2 separate regions of the Sus scrofa genome follow, and region 1 is linked to region 2. A link is a contact called in public Hi-C data. All regions are on one chromosome and are shown on one strand. The core of a region is the stretch at or near the end of the contact, and the rest is flanking DNA. Distances in the headings are between cores, read along the strand shown.

The links. Hi-C and Micro-C count contacts between places; a contact is called where the count stands out from the background.
Region 1: a Hi-C map of liver shows a contact between it and region 2, with 5 times the contacts expected there. The contact joins the promoter of ARMC7 here to the promoter of TMEM94 in region 2. A contact is called at or near these places in 1 of 47 Hi-C or Micro-C datasets (liver) and 1 of 2 datasets of contacts at active chromatin or transcription factors (alveolar macrophages).

Annotation. Positions count from the first base shown.
Region 1 is chr12:6,178,273-6,184,937 of Sscrofa11.1, forward strand. It overlaps ARMC7 (armadillo repeat containing 7), which reads right to left and starts at 4,810. Exons shown (of 3, transcript NM_001243806.1): 1 at 4,413-4,810; 2 at 4,176-4,319. The coding sequence starts at 4,503.
Region 2 is chr12:5,900,891-5,907,772 of Sscrofa11.1, forward strand. It overlaps TMEM94 (transmembrane protein 94), which reads right to left and starts at 4,899. Exons shown (of 32, transcript XM_021066635.1): 1 at 4,358-4,899.

The sequences.
Region 1 (6,665 bases), core at 3,560-6,059, 280 kb after region 2:
TCTTTGGGTGACGGCTCTTTTTGCTGGTTTTCTCGAGTTAAAAGCTTGAGTTGGAGGAGCTCTATCCCTCCCAGGTAGAGGGTTAGCCACGGGCATCTGCAGGGGCCACTGTCAACCCTCAGATGCCAGAAGCTGTGGAGCAGAGGCCCACGAAGGGAGGGATGGAGGCCTTACGCTGGAGAATAGCTTTCCTTTTTTTTTTTTTTTAAGGGCCGCACCTGTGGCGAATGGAAACTACACGGGTCAGATCAGAGCTACAGCTGTGGCCAACACTATAGCCATGGCAACACCGGATCTGGATCCAAGCCACATGTGTGAACCATGCAGCAGCTTGCGGCAACACCAGATCCCTAACCCACTGAATGAGGCCAGGGATCGAACCCACATCCTCACAGAGACAATGCCGGGTTCTTGACCTGCTTAGCCACAACAGGAACTCCAAATGGTTTTTCTTTCTTTCTTTTTTTTTTTTTTTTTGGTCTTTTTGCCATTTTCTTGGGCCGCTCCCACGGCACATGGAGGTTCCCAGGCTAGGGGTCGAATCGGAGCTGTAGCCGCCAGCCTACACCACAGCCACAGCAGTGTGGGATCTGAGCTGCACCTGCAACCTACACGACAGCTCACGGCAACGCTGGATCCTTAACCCACTGAGCAAGGGCAGGGATTGAACCCGCAACCTCATGGTTCCTAGTCGGATCTGTTAACCACTGAGCCACGACAGGAACTCCTATTTCCTTTAATGTTTATTTATTTAGTCTGTACCCATGGCATACAGAAACTCCTGGGCCAGGGACTGAACCCAAGCCACAGCAGTGACCAACACCAGATCCTTAACCTGCTAGGCCACCAGAGAACTGGAGAATATTTTAAAGTAACCAGCCTTTCACGATATTCATTCAGCATGATAATTGTCCAGAGGGGCAGAGACATGAACTAGCACCACTCTTAAACCTGGGCAATTGGGCTCCTGCCCCAGCCCGGCTTTAGAGGGCCTCACTTTGGCCTCTCCACAGGCTGAAGAGTCCAGGGAGCCCACCCAAAGCCCATCCCCCTGCCCCCATCCCCTGCGCTCCAGGCCCTAAACCTGCCCCCATAATTGCATGACCTCTTTCCTGCATCCTGACTCCCTGGAGTGAACCCCACTGTTGGTGTGCACACCAAGTCCAATGACTGGCCCCTGGGCAAGTGTTTGTGGGGCTGTGAACATAGCTGGGATGTCCACGCATGTGTGCGAGGCCTGTTCCAAGAGGAGGAGTCCCAGATACCATAGGTTATAGGCAGAACTGGATGGTCTTTCAAGGTAAGAGTGGAGTTCCCGTCGTGGCTCAGCAGTGAATGAATCTGACTAGCATCCATGAGGATGACAGGTTCGATCCCTGGTCTTGCTCAGTGGGTTAAGGATTCGGTGTTTTGTTTTGTGTCTTTTTGCCATTTCTTGAGCCACTCCCGAGGCATATGGAGGTTCCCGGGCTAGGGGTCGAATTGGAGCTGTAGCTGCCAGCCTACGCCAGAGCCACAGCAATGCAGGATCTGAACCTCAACTGCGACCTACACCACAGCTCACGGCAACGCTGGAACCTTGACCCACTGAGCAAGGGCAGGGATCGAACCCGAAACCTCATGGTTCCTAGTCGGATTCGTTAACCACTGCGCCACAACAGGAACTCCTCGTTACTTGATTTACTTGATTCCATCGAGGCTTTCATTCTAATTTCTAGGTCACGGGAAATAAAGGGGATACAGGAATGAATGAACTAACACCATAAAGAAGCAACCAGAGAATTCCAAGGCTGTGACATTCTGCAGGGTTGGTCTGGATCCTTCCACAATTATTGGTGGAGGAAGAAACGTCAATTAGTGATGAAAAGAGACAGACGCTTAGGTATGTCGTTACCCCCTCCCAAAGAGCACAATACGGAAAGGCTGGGGGTGGGGGATAAAGAGCAGCGTTACAGTGGAGAAACCTGGCACAGCCTCCTTCAGCCAGGTGATCCGAGTTGCTATCGACAGGGATGTCGATAATACAACAAGCAGTGTCGGAGTTCCCATCACGGCTCGGCAGTTAACGAGCCCGACTAGTGTCCATGAGGATGCAGGTTCAATCCCTGACCTCGTTCAGTGGGTTAAGGATCCAGCACTGCCGTGAGCTGTGGTGTAGGCCGCAGATGCAGCTGGATCTGGCGTGGCTGTGGTGTAGGCCGGCAGCTGTAGCTCTGATTTGATTCCTAGCCTGAGAACTTCTATATGTCTCAGGTGCAGCCCTCAAAAGACAAAAAAAAAAAAAAAAAAAAAAAAAACAATTAAGTCATGTTGACAGCATACACCCTTGATATAAATGAAAAGGACCCTTTACCTCTGTGGTCGTTCTCCCCCCCCAAACCCACATCCCCGTCTAATCGTGAGAAAAACACCAGAAATCCCACTTGGGGGAAAAGCTACAAGATACCTGACCAGTGTTCCTGAAAACTGCCAAGGTCCTCTGAAATGGGGCAAAGTCTCAGAGAGTGGCTCAGCCCAGAGGAGCCGAAGGAGACATGACAACGACACGTACTATAGTGTCCTGGGCGGAATCTTGGATCAGTAAAAGGATATCAGGGAAAAAGTAAGGAAACGTGAATAACTTATGGCCTTGAGTAAATAATAATGGTTTATTAACTGTAACAAACCTATCTTAAACGAATGGAAGACGTGAACGATAAGGTAACCAACTGCGGGTGGCACACGTGCAAACTCTGCCCTATCTTTGCACTTCTTCTAAAATACAAAGTTTGCTTAAGGAGAGACAGAGAGAGGAGTTCTGGCTGTGGTGCAGAAGGATCAGTGGCATCTCTGGAGGACTAAAACGTGGGTTCAATCCCCAGCCTGGCACAATGAGATAAGGATTGGGTGCTACCACAGCTGCGGTGTACGTTGAAACTGTGGCTCAGATCCGATCCCTGGCCAGCGAACCCCATATGCCAAGAGGCGGCCAAAAAGAAAGAAAGAAAGAAAAAAAAAAAAGAGAGAGAGGTTGAGAGCTAAGGATCATAACAACCACGTTAAGTGCGTGGATCCTGGCGTGCATTCTGGTTTAAACAAAGCAAAAAAAATTGCATCCTTCCGGTAACTATAAAGAAATTTGCATGACTGGGTATTTGGTGATAATCTACGTTGATAAGATTCCTCTCACTATACAGAAAAATGTTTCTTCAAAGATACACGTGGGAGTTCCCTTCATGGCTCAGCGGTTAGCGAACCTGACTAGCAACCATGAGGACGCGGTTCAATCCCTGACCTCAATCAGTGGGTTGAGGATCCCACGTTGCAGGGAGCTGTGGTGTGGGTCACAGATATGGCTCGGATCCTGTGATGCTGGATGCTGTGGCCGGGAGCTATAGCTCTGATTCGACCCCTAGCCTGGAACCACCATATGCCCTAAAAAGACAACAACAACGAAACAAAGATACATGCTGAACAACGAACGTCTGTCCTCAGAATCAACAAACTCTTTCCTACCACCTAGCTCTGAGTCAGGAGCTGCCTCGAGCTCTTGGACCTCATTTGGTACCTCTCTCAGCTTCATTCACCACAGTCCCACCACATCAGCCTTTCCTTCTGCCTCCTCCCGCTTAAGGGTCTGGGCCCATGCTGTGCCTCTGCCGAGACCGCCTTCCCACGATGGCCAAAACAAAAGGAGTGTCTACCTCCCCTTGCTCCACCTCATCAGCCTGTTTATTTTCTTCAGAGCCTCAGCTTTTGTTCAAACACCTGTCTCCCTCTACCAGAGTGTAAATTCCTCGAGGGCAAAGACCTTTTCCCCAACCTGCTTGCCATCTTCCCAGCATTTAGAACAATACCTTAATCACACAGTACATGCCCCATAATACCTGTCCAGCGAATAGTTCGATAGGTCCTAGGCATAAGCCATTCCAAGTCACCTCTACTTCTCTGGATATTAAAACATGAAGATAAAGCTGTTTAAAAAGAGCACTCCACTCCCCCCTCCCGACCGCACCGGCCTTCAATCCATTTCCTCATTTATGCACACACCTGTAAGCAAGCAGCGCAGACAGGCACGCAGAATGAGTGCTTCGCAGCTGAGGGACTGCTTAAGATTCCTTTCTCCCAAACTCACTTCTAACTCACTGACCTCATTAAAGCCCATCAGGCATCTAGGAGTTGCACCCCATCCTTACCAATAGCAAACTCCACCAGGGTTTCATTCTCTTCCGACAGTGAATCGAGGAATAAATCCAGGACCTGCAGCTGCCGCAGATACTGGTAATTACTGGGGTCATAGGCGAAGTTAGCGAGGTTGGCCAGTACTTGCTCCTTGGCGTCTGCAGTGGAAAAGCAGCATTGGAACCAGGTCTGGGGCGGCGGCGGTGGCCGGACCCCTGCCCCCGCCCTGCTCCCCCCGCCGCCGCTCTCACCTTGGCTCTCTGTCTCCTGGAATTCCGTGACCAGCGCCTGAAGATATCCTAGCCGGCCGACGTGAGGGTCTACCTTCGGCTTCTGGGCCATGGTCGGGCGGCGGAGGGCCCCCGAGGGAACGGCAGGTGTGTGGAAGGTGAGGCCGGAAAGCGGGGCGAGAATCTTACCCGGGTCTCCACCGGCCCGGGGAGGGGAGGACTGGGGCGGGAAACGGGCTCCTCTCCTGGCTTTAGGCTCTGCGGTAATTTGCAGCTGAAACTGGGGTGTGGGAAATGGGATGGGGATTCAGGACTCCGTAAGAGTTAGGAGTGGAAAATCTAAGGACGGGCGCAGGAGACAAGCACACAACCGCCCGCTGTGGAAGAGAGGAGCAGGAGCAGCGCCCGGCAGAGCTCGGTTTTCTTCCAGGTTCCGGATTTCCGGGAGAAGCCGCGCCTAGTCCCGCCCCTGGGCGGAAGGGGCGGGTCGAAGGGGGCGAGGGGCGGGGCCCTCGCAGAGCTTAGAGGGCTTGCGCGGAACGCTTGCTGCTTCTCAGCTCCAGATGAGGGCGATCCGCCTGGCTGGCGATCCGCCTGGCCGGCGATCCTGGAAGGTTGTGGAAGCACTGAGGAGCGCGGCCAGAGCCTTTAAGAGCTTAGAGGTGGCGGGGGTGTAGGGACACCCACGGGAGAACTGTCGAGGCAGAAGCACTTCCAGATACTTCTGCACTTGAGGGGGGCGCAGCCCAGCCTTCTGGAGCAAGGGACGCTCCTCTGGAACTCGGGTGTCTGTCCTCTGCAACTCTGGCTCCCAGTGTCCTCCATGTAGGTCCTTTAACACTACCTTGTGGCCGGCTTTTCCTGGCACCCTCTGCTTCCCAAACTCGTGCTAAGTCTGCCACCTCTGGCCAGAAACCTCAGGAACTGGGTAATGTCCTAAGGCATTTTGTCAGCCAAGTGGACGGGGAGCACCAGGGGCAGCACCATCAGGCCCTAGAAGGAGCCTCAGTGCACCGCTCTGGCGGCTTTCTGGGTTGTGGAGCCAGACAGACCTCACAGGCGCAGAGGACAGAGCACCAGGGAGGAAGGTGGCTTCTCGCACTCTAGTCATGCTTGAAAATGGGTGGATAAAAGAGGCTTGGGCTGTGCGCTATTTTGTTTTGCTTTTAAGAAAAAATTTCTTTTTGCGTTTATTTGCTTTTTTTTAATTTTAGGGCCGCACCCGAGGCATATGGAGTTTCCCAGGCTAGGGGTCCAATCAGGGCTACAGCTGCCAGCCTACACCACAGCCCCAGCAAAGCAGGATCTGAGCTGCATCTGCAACCTACACCACAGCTCTCTGCAACGCCAGATCCTTAACCCACTGAGCAAGGGCAGGGATGGAACCTGAAACCTCATAGTTCCTAGTTGGATTCATTTCTGCTGCGCCATGAGGGGAACTCCCAAGCTGGCTTTTTTTTTTTTTTTTTTGGATGGAACCTGCACCACAGCAGCAACCCAAGCCATGACAACACTGGGTCATTAACTAGCTGAGCCACTAGGGAACTCTTCTGTGAGCTTCCTGAGGGCAAGGGCCATGGGCCTTTGGCCCTGGGCCTGGCATGAGGGCAGAGTGGCTGCCATACTCCAGCCTGCCACAGCCCCACTGGGAGCCCCTCTGTGGTCTCAGGTCCTTGTGATAAGCCCCTGCCCTATGCACACACCCCAGGCCAAGAGTTTTGACCGTAGTCTGGATGCTTGGGCCCCCGCTCCTTCTTGAAGGGTGGTGGTCCCAGGCCCCTCAGCTTGTGAAGGGAGCTGATGCGGCCCAGAGAAGTGCATGTTAGCCCAGGGCGGCCAAGGGGGCTTCTCTGCTTCTGGCTGGACAGAGGAGTAAAGGCCTGGGAACAGTGGGCTTCACCCTATGCAGGTTAGGAACGGCTCTGCCCACTCTCTAAAAGAATCCCAGATCAGCTAAGAGTGAATTCTGGAATCAGATAGAAACTTCCACCATCACTTGTCCCCTCCTAAGGCTTCAGGGGCCCTCATCTTTGGGGAAGAATTCTTAGTCCTTGGTTTTGTGCTGAGGGCAGCGATCTGGTCTTACTCCTCTCAGCCCAGTTCCTGACACACAGTAGATGCTCAATAATATTTGTGGGAGGAATTCTGCCCAGAGATTATTGCCACTCTTGCCCAGCGGGCAGAGAAGGTGGAAGTTTCCTATGCTAAATATTTACTGATCTCTTTTTTCTTTGAAACAAGTTTTCAAGAAATGGGCCTAACGGGACGCAAGTT
Region 2 (6,882 bases), core at 3,649-6,148:
CAAGAAGATCTTGGAATCAAGAAAATGGGGTTCATATAATTATACTATTTCTGGTCTCCCAAAGGCCACACTGTGAGCCCTAAAGGGGCTCACTCCCCCATCTCTTTAGGCTTTTGGAACAGGCATCACGCTGCGTCTAAATCTGGCCCTTAGCCTACGTGCCATGCCACGTGATCCTGTTTACTGGGTTCGGCAGCCACAGGCAAAGCCTATTATTACACAAGCCCCTGGTCACCAAACCACACATTCCGGCTGGCCAGTCCGTTCAGAAGAAAAACAGTCCTGATGCAGCCGTGGCTTAGCCCTTAGTTCACCTGTGCCCTGGAAACACATCCGGGCCGCTCAGACATCAGAGTTCAAACAGTCTCTTTAAAGGAGCCTGCCTTGTCCGTACAGAAAGATGCTCTCATGAAAACAGCACCGACACCATGGCCAGATAAAACACATCAGCACACGCTGACCTGCAGGAGAAGGGCCAACCACGACCGGGAACCTTCTCGCTTAGCACCAGGAACACGTCTGGGAAAGGCTATTCTCATCACTCACCCTTGACAGGGGTGAGGCTCAGGCAAGCCTCAGGTGTGGGTCAGGTTTGCAAGGGCGCTCCTCCCCTCCCTGGAGAAATTGTTTTCCAAGCCCAACAGGAGGGAAGGAAGAGCGAGCTTCACAGCTCATGAGTTCTGCAGGAGTTAAGCTTTGCAAAAGGCTGACTCTCACACACTGGGAACTGGCACTCCCTGCAACTCCTCCAAACCGAACTGTGAAGGCCCTTCTGTCTGCTCCCGTCTCACTGCCCAGCCCTGGCTCCCCCGGTCTGATCTTCTGATGTCACCGCAAACAAGGAGAGGGGGCGGGGGTGGGGGTTCCAGGGCAGTGAACTCTCAGTGACTTGGCGGCTGATTAGCAAGGGGAGGGCTGGTACTCCGCCCCCCTGGTCGCCACTCTTCTCCAGGACCTCCGCCAGTTCCCGTATTTGTCACTCTGACAAAAACCAGTGAGCAAGGAAGTTACAGCGAACATGGCCGCTGAAATAAGCCTTTCGGAGTAAATTTTCGGATTCTGTGTGAACATCCATCCTCTGTTATACACTTAATGATCATCTCCATTTTGTTGTCTGCTGGCGTTTATAGTGATTTTTAATTTTTTTTTTTTTTTTTTTTTTTTTTTTTTTTTTTTGCTTTTTAGGGCCACAGCTGCGGCATATGGAGGTTCCCAGGTTGGGGGTCCAACGGGAGCTACAGCTGCCAGCCTACACCACAGCCACAGCCACAGCAACGAGGGATCCAAGCCTCAACCTACACCACAGCTCACGGCAGCACCAGATCCCCAACCCAGTGACTGAGGCCAGGTGTCAAACCCGAATCCTCATGGATCCTAGTCGGGACAGTTAACCACTGAGCCACGAACGGAACTCCTAATTTTTTTTAACGGCCACACCCTCAAGCATATGGAAGTTCCCAGACTGAATCAGAGCCACAGAGGCGGCAACCACGGAGCTTTTTAACCCACTGCACCCGGCAGGGGATCGAACCTGTGCCTCTGGAGTGACCTGAGATTCCTAACTTGCTGTGCCACAGCAGGAAGTCTTGAATTTTTTTTATCCATAGATGACTTTTATTTGACTTTTTTTTTTTTTGGTCTTTTTCTAGGGCCACACCCGCGACATATGGAGGTTCCAAGGATAGGGGTCTGATCAGAGCTGTAGTCACTGGCCTATGCCACAGCCACAGCAACTTGGGATCCGAGCCACGTGTGCGACCTACACCACAGTTCACCGCAACACCGGACCCCTAACCAACAGAGCTAGTCAGATTCATTAACCACTGAGCCACGATGGAAACTCCTATTTGACTCTTTAGATAATGAGCCTTACCTATGCAGCATATGGAGGTTCCCAGGCTAGGGGTCCAATCAGAGCTGTAGCAACTCAGGATCCTAGCCGCATCTGCGACCCACACCACAGGTCATGGCAACGCCAGGATGCTTAACCCACTGATCAGGGCCAGGGATCAAACGTGATCCTCAGAGTTCCCATCGTGGCACAGCGGAAACGAATTCGACTAGGAACCATGAAGTTTCGGTTCGATCCCTGGCCTCGATCAGTGGGTTAAGGAGCCGGCGTTGCTGTGAGCTGTGGTGTGGGTGAAAGACACAGCTTGGATCCCAAGTTGCTGTGGCTGTGGTGTAGGCCGGTAGCTGTAGCTCCGATTCAACCCCTAGCCTGGGAACCTGCATATGCTACAGTTGTGGCCCTGAAAAAGAAAAAAAAAAAAAAAAAATCCAACTGCAGCAGCTTGGGTCACTGCTGAGGTGCAGGTTCCATCCCCAGCCCAGTGCAGTGGGTTAAGGATTGGGCGTTGCTGCAGCTGTGGCTCAGATTCAACCCCTGGCCCAGGAACTCCCATATGTGGTGGAGGGGGCCTAAAAGAAAGAAAAGAACCTGGAGCTCCCGTTGTGGCTCAGTGGCTAATGAACCCAACCAGTATCCATGAGGACTTGGGTTCAAACCCTGGCCTTGCTCAATGGATTAAGGATCCGGTGTTGCCGTGAACTGTGGTGTAGGTCACAGATGCAGCTCAGATCCCACGTTGCTGTGGCTGTGGCACAGGCTGGTGGCTACAGCTTTGATTCAACCCGTAGCCCCGTAGCCTGGGAACCTCCATATGCCATGGATGTGACCCTAAAAAGACCAAAAAAAAAAAAAAAAAAAAAAGAGGAGGAAAAAAGAAAAGCTAATAAGGAAATTCCCTGGTGGTCTAGTGTTTAGGATTCAGTGCTTTCACCACTGCGGACAGGGTTTAATCTCTGGCCTGGGAACTGAGATCCCACATCAAGCCCCTGCACACCCCAGCCAAAACAAACAAACAAACAAACAAACACAAAAACAGAAACAGAAACAAACCTAGTTAAGTGCCAGACCATATACACCACCTCATTTTTTTTGGGGGGGGGAGCTTTTTAGGGTCGCACCCGTGGCATATGGAGGTTCACAGGCTAGGGGTCAATTGGAGCTGCAGCTGCCGGCCTATACCACAGCCACAAAAACGTAGGATCTGAGCTGCGTCTGCGACCTACACCATAGCTCATGGCAACGCTGGATCCTTAACCTATTGAGCAAGGGATCAAACCCGCAACCTCATGGTTCCTAGTTGGATTCATTTCCTGTACCACCTCATTTTAACGCTCACAGCCACCCTGTAAGAAGCTGAGAGAAGTCAGGGAACTTGATTGTCTTAAATTCCACCAAGGAAACAACCAGCTCTGGCGGATAAAGAACTCAAGAATTCTGAACTTCAGAATTCCAGTCCTGGCCCCTGGTGGCCCTGGCCCTTTGTAACTCTCCCAACAGTTATTAGGTTCCACATCTGTAACAGAGAAAATGTTAAAATTCCCTCCCGATGCCCATCTTCTAAGACTATGCAGGGTCAACTGAACTGTCACCGCCGCTGAAACGAGTGTCTTGGATAAAGCATGAGAAAATGATCATCGTCCCCCCGGCACAAAAATCACATAGTAGAAGGAAAACAGATTCAAGGCAGAGCTCCCTCTTACTTTTCCCCAAGAGCCACACACGAAAAAGAGGGTGGGATGTAGCAACACGTGACCAAACCCATGCCCGCGCCAAAGCAGCCCGTGGTCACACACCAATGAAAGAGCAGGGTTTCCCTCGCTGCTGGCATTGGCAGGGACTCGTACCACCGCTCGCGAGGGATTCTAAGAACAGGACTTCAGCGGTGAGCAGCAGAGGAACAGAGCACCGCACAGAGATCAGTTTATGGGGTGGCAAACAATATTCCCCTGGTTGCTTCGAATGAGTCTTTAAACATTCTGGAAAGGCGGAAGAGGGCGTAAAAAAAGGCAGGGCACGCTCCAAACTGCTGAAGGTTGAAAAGCCCCTCCGGCTCCATCCACCTGGACACAGGGGACACGATCAGCACAAGGGCCCGGGCGGCAGAGGAGAGCGCGCGCAGGGGGAACAACCGTCGGAACTGGGGCCAGGATGGGGACTCCCGGAGATCTATAAATACACTGGACACCAGCGTCGGAAGCCCTCTGGGCCAGGGCCCAGCCACAGCAATCCTGGGGCAGGGAGTCTTTGTTGGCGGGAGGCTTCGATGTCTGACGCAGGACCCCCAAGGGGCCAAGCCAGGGCCGAGGGTAGGTGTGAGTATCTGGGGAAAGGAAATGGCCAAGAGTTGGAGGCAACGGCCTCCACCTAAGGGATCCCCTGAGGCCATTCCCTGGGTGCAGACCCCAGACTCCCCTCCGCTAAGCCAAGAATCCGGAAGCTGCGGAAGCCAAGCCCCACGCCCCTTTGCTCTCCGTGCTTCAGGGCCACGGGTCTTCACGTACTTACCAGGGCCCGGGGTGTCCTTCTTCGCCTGCGTCCTCTCCCCTCCCTGCCCCCTCCTCACTTCACATCCCCTCCTCCAAGGACTGCAGCCATGCCCGTTACTGGCAACTCCTAGGGGTCGGCTTTCCTTCTCAGACAACAGAGACGCCGGTCGCAAGCTAAAGTCCTGGATCCTGATTGGTCTAAATCAGAGACGGGCGGGGAGTTCTGGCTTCTTATTGGTTAGGAGGAGTGCTCGGCTGTAGCTGCATCCGCCCCTCTGAGAGCCGGGCGGAATTAAGTGCCAAGAGATGCCGGCGTGAGAGCGCGCTGCCACTATCCATCCTTGTGCGTTGCGCTCGGCCGTCTTCTGATCCGGAGATTCTACCAGAGGCGAAGGCGCGACTTTCCTCTCGATTAGTTTTCCCTCGGAGTTATCCTAAAAAGGTCGACTAGACCTCCTGCCCCCCGCCTTTCTTTCTTTTTAAAATAGGCCCTTTGCAGAGCTCCTGTGTCTCCTACTTTTAAGCTCCCTCCTCGTTGCTGGGTACAAATCCTTAGAGACACCTTGCTCAGAGACCTTGGAGGGAGTCCCTCAGGGACGAATACTGCTTCCAAACCAAAGCTGGAGAATCTAAGACAGTACTGCAGTTTTCTCCTCAGCTCGGCCGAACTCCAAAGGGAAAACAAGTTAAAAATTTTTTTCTAGATAATTAGAGAAATCGCCTGAGAGACCTCTCTTGGGAAAACAAAGCAACCCTGTGTCAGTATTTACTTCTGTTTTCCCAGAGATCTAAGTCTGGAGAGTTGGGGTTTTTGTTTTTTGTCTTTTAGTCTGTTTATAAAATTGGAAGAAGGTCATGGCTGGCCCTGGGAAGCAAAAGCCCCTTCCCCCTTTTAGTAATGAGTTTATGTAATTATAATCTCTCTTTCTTCTCAGCTGGACAAGAAGTTGCCATGTCGGGTACCTAATCTTCTGTTTGAACTGTTTACCAGTTGTCTAAGACTGGTAGAATCACGTCACTTTCCTGCATACAGAAATTTGCAGTTTATCTTAGCCAAAAGAAAAATTCACATCGCTCTACCGGAAATGCAAAGTCCCTCATAGGTTGTCCCAGACATGCATTTCTCAGCTTAACTCCCCACAACCCAAACTACAGAGATTTACCATCATTTCGTAAATACCTCTGGGACCCTCCCACCATTGCTCCTTTGCCCAAGAGGCTCCCTGTGCTTTGAAGGCTCTTTCTTACCGATAAAGCCAATGTTCAAATACACGCCCATGCTAAAGGCCTACCTCAAACAAGACCTCCCCTAAAGCCTTCCCTGACTTTGAGTCACTGAAATTCTCCCTACAGCACTGTACTTTTTTGTGTGTCTCCATTGCTGACTTTACAAAGTAAATATGCTTTCCACAGGACTGTTTCTGTAAGCGTTTAAACTCCTAAAGGCAGCGGGCTTATCCTGGCAGACCCCACAGCTCCTTGCTTGGAGCCTGGTACCCCGTAAATGTTTGCTGAACTGAACTAGTCAATTTCCTGTACCTTATGTCTTTTCACATCATCCCAAAAGGTTTATATGACTGCGTTCGGAAGGTTATTATTATTGTTGTTGTTGTCTTTTTAGGGCTGCACTCACGGCATATGGAGGTTCCTAGGCTGTGGGTTGAATCGGAGCAGTAGCTGCTGGCCTGCACCACAACCACAGCAACGCTGGATCCAAGCTGCGTCTGCGACCTGCACCACAGCTCACAGCAATGCCAGATCCTTAACCCACTGAGTAAGGCCAGGGATTGAACCTGTGTCCTCATGGATACTAGTCAGGTTCGTTAACCATTGAGCCACGGTGGGAACGCCTGCATTTGGAAGGTTGGCAGATGTAATGTAATCATCCTGCCCTGCTCCACGTTCTACCCATCTGGTCTCCTCTGGCCATACTTGTTTCTTTTTTTTTTTTTCCCCAGTGGTTCCTGTGGCATATGGAAGTCCCCAGGCCAGGGGTTGAACCCGCACCACAGCAGCAACCCAAGCTGTTGTGGAGATAATGGTAGGTCCTTAACCCACTGCGCCACAAGGAAACTCCCATCCTTGTTTCTTTTTCCTTTTTTTTTTTTTTTTTTTTTTTGGCCACGCCTGTGGCATGGGAAAGGTCCCAGGACAGGCATTGAATCCGCGCCACAGCAACGACCTGAGCCACAGCAATAACACCAGATCCCTAACCCATTGACCCACCAGGGAACTCCTGGCCATACTTGTTTCTCTGTTTCATTGGGTTTTATGAATATTAACCAACAAATTTAAACTAAGTGCCTACCAGTTTCAGGGGTTGTGTCCTTCTCCTACTAACCATCCCCTCTGTCAGTGCCCCCACCCAGCCAAAAGTAAAACTTCGCCTAAGAAGCCCTGGATCCAGAACATACCCATACACCCACTCTAAACTCACCCTGGCTGGACTTTTTGTGGCTCTGAGGTCCCTACGTCTGTGTCTTGTTGGTTGTCTAGCAACCCCAGGCAGCTGCGTAATCCTTCTTCTGGAGCTTTCCCTGTCTC